2 separate regions of the Ovis aries genome follow, and region 1 is linked to region 2. The links are chromatin contacts, called in public Hi-C maps. All regions are on one chromosome and are shown on one strand. Each heading gives the region's core, a stretch centred on a gene start, on an enhancer-like site or on the middle of the called end of the contact. The rest is flanking DNA. Distances are from core to core; before and after follow the strand shown. Region 1 overlaps POU2F3 (POU class 2 homeobox 3). Region 2 has its middle 27 kb from the start of OAF.

Region 1 (4,170 bases), core at 1,055-3,554, 110 kb before region 2:
CATTTTACAGCGCTGACTCGGATTTCTCCAGAGGAGAAATCACCTATCAGGGCAACCCAGCTAGAGATGCAGTCAAGCCAAGTCTGGAGACCAAGTCAGGGCCCCTGAGAACAGGTCTCCGAATGTTCCAGCCGGTGTTCAGTCCACTCCCCTACACAGTGGCATAACTCTCTCTCTTGTTTCTATCACTCTGGGGTTGTTGCCCATTCTGGCTCCTGAAGTAACTCAGTAGTAACCCTAATCCCATTGCTCTAATAAGATTTAATCTCAATCCTGCTTCAGAGTTCTCCATTACTTCACAGGGTAAGGTTTAGATGCAGATAAAGCACACATCTGCCTGATGCGTAACCTGATACACTTGGTTTGGGAACCAGCATTTTTGTATTCCCTTGACTTTCACACGGACAAATTAACTCCAGGATTTGCTCTTTTCCTCCCTCATCACGAGGAAGAGAGGTGGGACAGGAAAAGAGAAGGCTCAGACACACCGCGATATTCTCACACTACTGTATGTTGTTCTCTGGGGTCCAAAGGAGACTACCTGTGCACACACACAGCACCAACTTGCAGTCATGGAGTGCTACGTAGATTAGTTCCAAGAGCATCAGCTCAAGAAAGGGAAAAAGTAATATTTTAAAAATACTTTAGGGCTTCCCTGGTGGCTCAGCGGCAAAGAGCCACATGCCAGTGCATGAGACGCGGGTTCGATCCCTGGACCAGGAAGATCCCACAAGTCACGGAGCAACTAAGTCTGTGTGCCACGACTACTGAGCCTGTGTTCCGGAGCCTGTGAACCACAACTACGGGCCACAACCAGTGAGGCACACGTGCCTAGAGCAAGTGCTCCACAACACGAGAAGCCACCGCAATAAAAAACCGACTCACTGCAACTAGAGACTAGCTCCTGCTCACCACAACTAGAGAAAAGTCCCCGCAGCAACGGAGACCCAGCACAGCCCAAAATGAATAAATAAAATTATAATAAAAATAAAAGTACTTTCAAATGGATCAGCATTTGTTCTTCATGATAACTCAATGAGGAAAATAATCTTATCAAGCCATTTTTACAGATGTAGGAACCAAGACTAGAGAAATTAATAGACCCATCACACAGCCAGGAAGAGCAGAGCCTGACTTTCTGTTTGCATCTTTGGCTCCCAGACCCTCCCTTCGTTTGCCCGTACCACTCTGTAAGGCATCCCATTCTGTTTCCGCCTAGAATTTCCTACCTAAAAATGAACTTGTTGACCTCTGCCTCTTCAGTGAGCCATGCTGTTTTCACATGTGGTACACAGTTGGTGTACAGGTTTCCACAAGTGGAGCCTGGGATTTTTGCATGGATGTGGGGCTGCCACAGTGATCAAAAGTAAACTTTCAACAAGTCTGAATGGGAGTCTCTTTGACATCCCCTGGGGAACTGCCTGTGACCTGGAAGCCTGTCTCTGAAAGGCTGAGCTTTGGCTATAAGTGCAAGTAAAAGGCTTTCCCTGGTAACGTTCATGTTTGAGAATAGTCTTCTAAGTAAGGCTGAGGTCCTTGTCTCTTGTATTCTTCTGGTGCCCTGGATAAAGGGATGTGTCTCTGTGGCCCTCTGATCCTGCATCTTTTCCAGTAGCAGTGGAGCATATGGTCTTCCAAGCGGCTTTAGATATAGCTTTTTCTGCCCCATAAAGTTCCCCTTTCCAGTTTAATTCAATAAACATTTAGTATGCACCTATTGTATTCCAAGAGTAACTGTGACACAAAGGTGAACAGGGACCTCCCAGATCAATTAGGAGATGGCAAGTAAAACTGCAGTCACCTACACAGCCTGGTTAGGAGGGGAATTTGGCGGGGAAGGGATACATGTATGTGAATGGCTGAGACCTTTGCAGTCCACCTGAAGCTATCACAGCAGCATTGTTGATCACTGCCACTCCAATGCAAAATACAAAGCTTAAAAAAATAGATAAGTAATGAAACAAACAAAAACATCACCTACAGTGCAGTACTGAAGGCAATGGGGATGCGGTGCTGCGGTGGTCGCACGGGAAGGTTGTGAGTTGCTTTGTCAGGGCAGAGGACAGATAACCAGAAAAAGAGGGGTTAGACAGGAAGGCTCCAGAGAAGAGAAGTGGGAGCCTCTGGGAGCCTTGAAGAATGAAGAGGGGTTCAGCAGAAGGGAAAGCAGGGCATGCCAGGAAGTGGGAGCAGCTTGTCCACAGTCACAGACAACGAAACGACTTCATGTTCAAGAGCGACGAGCAATTCAGCGCTGCCACAGCGTGGAGTGGGAGAGGCCGGGGCAAGCAGCCAGGGCCTGATGACAGAGGCCCTGTGGATCACGCAAAGAAGCTGAGGCTGGACTCGGGGGCAAAGTGTAACTCGAGCAAAGGGCAGGGACATGCGAGATTTTGTAACAGCTGTACGGGATATGGATTTGAAGAGAGGATACCTGTGAGCAGGGGAATTAATTAAAGAGCTGTTTATCACAACAGTCTAGGAAAAGAGCTGCTGAGGACATGCCTAAGGCCAAAACAGTAAGAACGGAGAGGCAGATATGGAATGGCACGTTTTTAAGATCGAAAATATATTTCCGCCCCTAAAGGTTTATCCTCTATAACAAAGGACTATTTCAGGAATCTTCTGTTGAATGCCTGCAGGACAGAAAGAACCAACACAAAAAAAAATTCTGAAAGACCAGAGTCAATCCAATTACTAAGAACAGATACATGGAGGGTATTTGGGGTTACAGAAGGTATTCACTAAGTCAAATATTTCTGTAATGTCCAAATTTTCAAAGGTAATTATTCATTTTAAACTAGAAAAAAAAATATTAATAAGATTAAAAAGAGAAAGAACTCCAAATTTCAGTGCTTGAGTTTGGAAGATTTCAGTTCCTAAAGTATTCAAGTTAGTGATAGTTTCCTCTTTTACCTGGTGAAAGAAATGTCTTGAGACATTTAGGGGCACATTTTCTAAATAAACACACATATATGCAGATAGATATGTTTGTTGTATGTGTGTGTGTATGTGTTTAAATCAATAACTGAGAATCCATCTCCTTCTCCTGCCATAACCTGAGTCATCGTCTACCAAGAGGCCACACCTGGATGTGGCCTACAGCCCTCACTTACACCTTTCCATGACGTTCTACAGTTTACAAAGCACTTTCAAACATATCAGTTTGGTTGATTTTCAGAATATTCCCATGAGATTGAAAAGGCAAGTGATGCTATTCTTGTTTTACTGTTAAGGAAAACAGGTTCATGAAGGTAAATGATGTATCCAAGGTACATGGCTGGTTAGCAGGGGAGCTCTGATTTGAACTCAGGTTATCTAATTTAAAAGTCAACACATCTATCAAATTTTTAGGATTTTCTGAGGAAGCTTCCCAAATAAGTGGATTTTCAGTCCCCGAAATCTATCTCTTACAGATCCAAAGACTTTATTTCAGTTTTGGATAGCTATTTATTGTGTTTTTTTTTTTTTCACCTTCCAGTATTTTAATGGGGATTGCATTATCTATAGATTAATTTGAGGGAAATAGATACTTTTATTATAGTAGACCTTCTAAATTATAAATTTAGCCTGTTATTTGAATATTCTAATTTCTCTCAGTAATGTTTTATAGTCTTTAGAATACAACTATTGCACCCCTAGGATTTGATTTTTCTGATACTGTTGTAAATGTGTTTACAGTTTCATTTTTAACTTGTTTGCTGTGGAATATAGACATACACTTGCTTTTCATGTACTGATCAGATACTCATTAACTTTATTACATGCACTTATTAATTCTAATAACTTCCTTGTAAGATCTTTTGAATTGTCTATTTATACAATTTGGTCAATAGTTTTCTGTGAATAAAGATAGTTTTTTTTTCCAAAGTTTACACTTTTTAAAAAAATTTTGTACCTTTACTTTATTGCTCTGGCTTAGACTTCCAAGATAATTGAATAAAAGTAACGGTAGTGGATATTTTTATCTTTTTCTCAATGTCACATTTCCTCATTAAGTATGTTCAGTTCAGTTCAGTCGCTCAGTCGTGTCTGACTCTTTGCAACCCCATGAATAGCAGCATGCCAGGCCTCTCTGTCCATCCCCAACTCCCGGAGTTTACTCAAACTCATATCCATTGAGTCGGGGATGCCATCCAGCCATCTCATCCTCTGTCATCCCCTTCTCCT
Region 2 (3,976 bases), core at 408-2,907:
GGGGGGGTGGTAGTGGGAGGGGGCGAGTTGCATTTAAACCAGTCCAGGCAATTGTGGGACAGAACCAGTCAAATTCTTTTAAAGCTTTAAATAGTTTGCTCTGATGAGGAGCCTAAGAACAGTATCAGGACTGTTCCTTGGCTTGGAAAGGTCTGGAACTGTTTATGGGGGCAAACTTTGATGAAGAGTGGGGGTGGGGTGGGCATGCAGGGTCATTGTTTGTGGGAGAGGGTGTGTATGGTTTGGAGTCTGTGTGCAGTGGGGGCGTTTGTATGGTGGCTTTGATTGCGGTGTTGAAATACTGGCATATGATATGAGGGTGTGTGTGTGTGAATGTGGTGACGATGTGTGTATGTGTGTGTGGTCCGTGTGTGGGTGGTGGTGCCACGGTGGCTGGGGTGCCTGTGTATGCGTGGTGCCTCCCAGCTCATGGTGCGGAGGGGATGGAGGTGCTGGTGTGTGTTTGCCCAGAGGGCAATGGAGCACTTGCCCAGGGCCCTGAGAGGGAGGGGCCCGGAGAGGAGGGGCCGCAGTGGGCTGGGCGCTGGGGCCAGCACTCTGGACACTGGAGACAACCAAAGACATCACTCTCCCCAGTGGTACCCGGGGCCCTACAGCCGAAAACCATCAGACACCCCTGCCCCTGGGTCCCAGCCCGTCCTTTGGGGGAGGCTCTTGCTTCCTCAGTTTCCCGCTGGCCTGTGGTCCCTCCTTGTTGGAGCCCTACCGTCAAGTCCCATCCCCATTCTCTCTCCTACTACTCAGAGCAGACACCACAATATTTCTGCGTTTCCTCTGGAAAAATCCCGGGAGGTCTGCTTAGGACTGCAGCAAAGCAGCCCACATCTGTGCGCAGTTCAGCTGGGGCAGCTAGAAACTCAGGCACTGGAGTAGGCTGGAGCTCGGAGCACAACAGTGCTTCCCTGTCTCTGTCTGAAGCACACAGCCAAGTAGCTAGCCCTCCACTGGTGTGTGCACATACACAGGCATGCTCTTGCACACACCTAATTTCCGTAAGACCCGCAGAGGCCGGGCAGGGACGCATATACGCACACTGGTGAGCCAGTACGGGTGAGCGGTCCCTGAAGACACAGACACCCAATGCTCTGGGGCCCGTCCCACGTGTGGAATGCCGACCACTCCACACCCGCAGGACAACGCGTGCTGATTCACTGCGCCCACACGAGGATGGGTGGCGCGTGCAGGTTGTGATTCAGTTCCAGCCACCTGGAAACCCCCCACAAACAATCTCAGGCAATACCTGCCCTTCCAGGTAACAGGCCAGGCCTGCCCTGCCCAGGGAGAGAGCCAGGCCGTGCCTCTGTCCTTCCCCATCCGCTGCCCTTTCCCTGACTCAGGCTGCCCACATCTCCTCTTGGGCCCTGGCACCCCGGATTGCCTCCTCACCAGGTGATCAGGAGCTGCCCTCAGCACTTGTGTGACCCTGGGCCTCAGTTTCCTCCTTGTAAAGGAGGCGCTGGATGGGAGGGCTGCTAAGGCCCGTCCATTCCAATTCAGGACACCAAGCCTATTTCTCAAAGGCTGACTGGGCTGGGAAGAGGCCAAAGGCTCAGTCATCTGCAGAGATGGGACTGCCAGGCTCTCTGGGAGGACTGGAGGCAGGGGACTGCCTGTGTGGAGGAAGCCAGGGACAAGGAAGGTGTCAGCCTCGAGGAGCTGCCAGGCAGGCAGAGGAAACCTGCCCTGTGCTGGGATGCAAGCAAGGGGATGAGACGAGTAAGCTGCCCAGCTGTGCAAGGGTTAACCTGGGCCTGGCGGAGGGAGGCAGCCAGCCAGCCCTGCTGTTGGGACTTCCAGTGTTCTCAGACACAGGCCTGGGGAGCCTGAGGGCCCCAAGTGAGCGCCCTGAGTCGGCGAGGCTGCCGTGCTGGGGAGGCCCAGGGCTGCCTGTTTGCCTCTGACTTTTGGGTCTCCCCCTGGCTGGGCCCCTCTTCTGGACTTTTGCTTTCCATGGCAGCCTGGACCAGACCACCTGGGGGTGCTGAGCTGGGACTGAGGGCTGGTGTAGGTGGGAGTGACCCCCCCCTCCGCAGCTGCCCCTTCACCACCAAGGCCCCCTCTGTAGGGCAGGGAGCCTGAGAAACCCCTGTCCTGCACCCCAAAATCTCTCTGCAAGCCTCATAGGCTCTGAGGCCACTGTCCCACCAGTTCCCTCTCTCCCCGGCCAGGAACTCATTTCGCCCCTTGGCCAGCCCCTCCTTCTGCCTCCCAGTTTCTTCAGGCCTGCCCCTGAATCTGCCTCTTCTCCCTCAGCCAGAAACCAGGCCTCCCAGATTCCAGCAGAGCTTCCCGGTCAGGATAGGAATTTGCTCTTTAGGGCAGATGGGGGAGTGGGATGGGGGAGCGGGCCAAGGAAGGGGGAAGGGGGAGAGGACAGATGGGAAAAATAAAGTGGAAGGAGGCAACAAGAACTGACGTTTGCTTGGGCCTTGGAAGGAAAGAGGAGCAAGTTTATTTTTTAAGTTTCACTTATTTATTAATTTATTTATCTGTTTATTTTTGGCTGTGCTGAGTCTACGTTGCAGCTCACAGGCTTTCTCAAGTTGTGGTGTGTGCGGACTTCTCACTGTGGGGGCTTCTGTTGTTGCGGAGCACCGGCTCTAGGGCACACAAGTTTAGTTGCCTCGTAGCACTTGGAATCTTCCTGAAGCAGGAATTGAACCCGTGTCCCCTGCATTTGGCAATCAGACTCCTTGCCACAGGACCACCAGGGGAGTCCAGGAGGGTGCGTTTAGCGCAGCTGCAGGATGCCCAGCAAGTGGGTGGCCAGGCAGTGCGTGTGGAGGGGAGCCGGAGAACTTGAGCTCCCTAAGTGCCCTTGCTTTGCTGGGCATCAATTTTCAGGCCCTGCCTGCTCCAGATGGGGCTGAATTATGTCCCTGGCCTCTCCAGCAATGTATCCCAAAGTCCTGATCATCTCAGGCGACATCAATATTCTCCAGGACCCTTGTAGGGGTGTCCTGGGTTTGGGGTTCTCTTTAACACTCTTCATCCATACACAGCGCCATCTTGATGGCCTCCATGTCTAAAAGAATATCAAACCTCGTGGGCCTTCCTGGTTTTCCTGGGGCCCCTCCCTCTGCCTATGAGCCCAGGCTGTGCATAAATTCACTCATCTCTTTGAGCTGGAACATCACACCTATTTTCAGCTTTCTGTCCAGAAGCTATGGATAATTCTAGAATGTTCTGAACCAATCATGAGTCAACCAACCCCCTCTACCCCCCAAAATAACTCCATTGAATGGTTCAAAGCATTCTCCACTCTTCATATTTTCAAGGTCTGGGGCAAGTTTCTTCAAGGCTTTGCACCTCAGTTTCTTATAGGCAAAACAGGGGAGGTGGTGCTAACGGTAAAGAACCTGCCTGCCTCTGTGAGAGACCTAAGAGACGTAGGTTTGATCTCTGGGTGGGGAAGATCCCCTGGAGAAGGGCAGAGCAATCCACTCCAATATTCTTGCCTAGAGAATCCCATGGACGGAGCAGACTGGTGGGGCACAGGCCGTCGGGTCTCAGAGAGTCTAGATGACTGGAGTAACTTAGCATACACACACGCATCCCCAGTAGGACAGCTGGGAGGTCAGTTTTCTCTTGAGCACCCAGTCCAGTGCCTGGTAGTAGCAGGAGGCCCTGGATCAACTTTAATTCAGCTCTCACGTTCACCCACCGTTTAGTCTTCTACAGCTATTTAAGTCCAAGAGGAGCAAGCTGACCCTGTAGCCCTGGGACAAAGGGATGATGGCCTCCATTCAAGGGCAAAGTCCAGGAGTTTTTGATTAACTCGGGAACACCACTGGCTTCCAGCAGCCCAGCCGCTAAGGGGTGGATGGGGAAAGGAGGGGAGGGTGTTGAGTAAAAGTGCCGGGAGGCGATTGGGAAATTCTGAGATCCCGGAGGACAGGAGGGCCGGAAAGGCTGCAGCCAAGGCCTCTGCCACATCTCCTGGGCAGCCTTGGGA

Evidence for each region. A called contact is a pair of places that touch in the nucleus more often than the background predicts.
Region 1: a Hi-C map of liver shows a contact between it and region 2, with 4 times the contacts expected there. The contact joins two enhancer-like sites. A contact is called at or near these places in 4 of 16 Hi-C or Micro-C datasets (liver, skin fibroblasts and tail adipose tissue).

The regions. Positions count from the first base shown.
Region 1 is chr15:30,588,290-30,592,459 of ARS-UI_Ramb_v3.0, reverse strand. All of the region lies in intron 3 of POU2F3 (POU class 2 homeobox 3), which reads right to left. Among named protein-coding and RNA genes, the nearest start is that of TLCD5, 38 kb to the left of the region's middle. Within about 2 kb of position 2,304, at least 2 of the 54 cell types and tissues checked have an H3K27ac peak or open chromatin away from gene starts, as enhancers often do. A contact at or near this core is called in liver, where this site is marked.
Region 2 is chr15:30,472,887-30,476,862 of ARS-UI_Ramb_v3.0, reverse strand. No RefSeq gene overlaps it. Among named protein-coding and RNA genes, the nearest start is that of OAF, 27 kb to the left of the region's middle. Within about 2 kb of position 1,657, at least 20 of the 54 cell types and tissues checked have an H3K27ac peak or open chromatin away from gene starts, as enhancers often do. A contact at or near this core is called in liver, where this site is marked.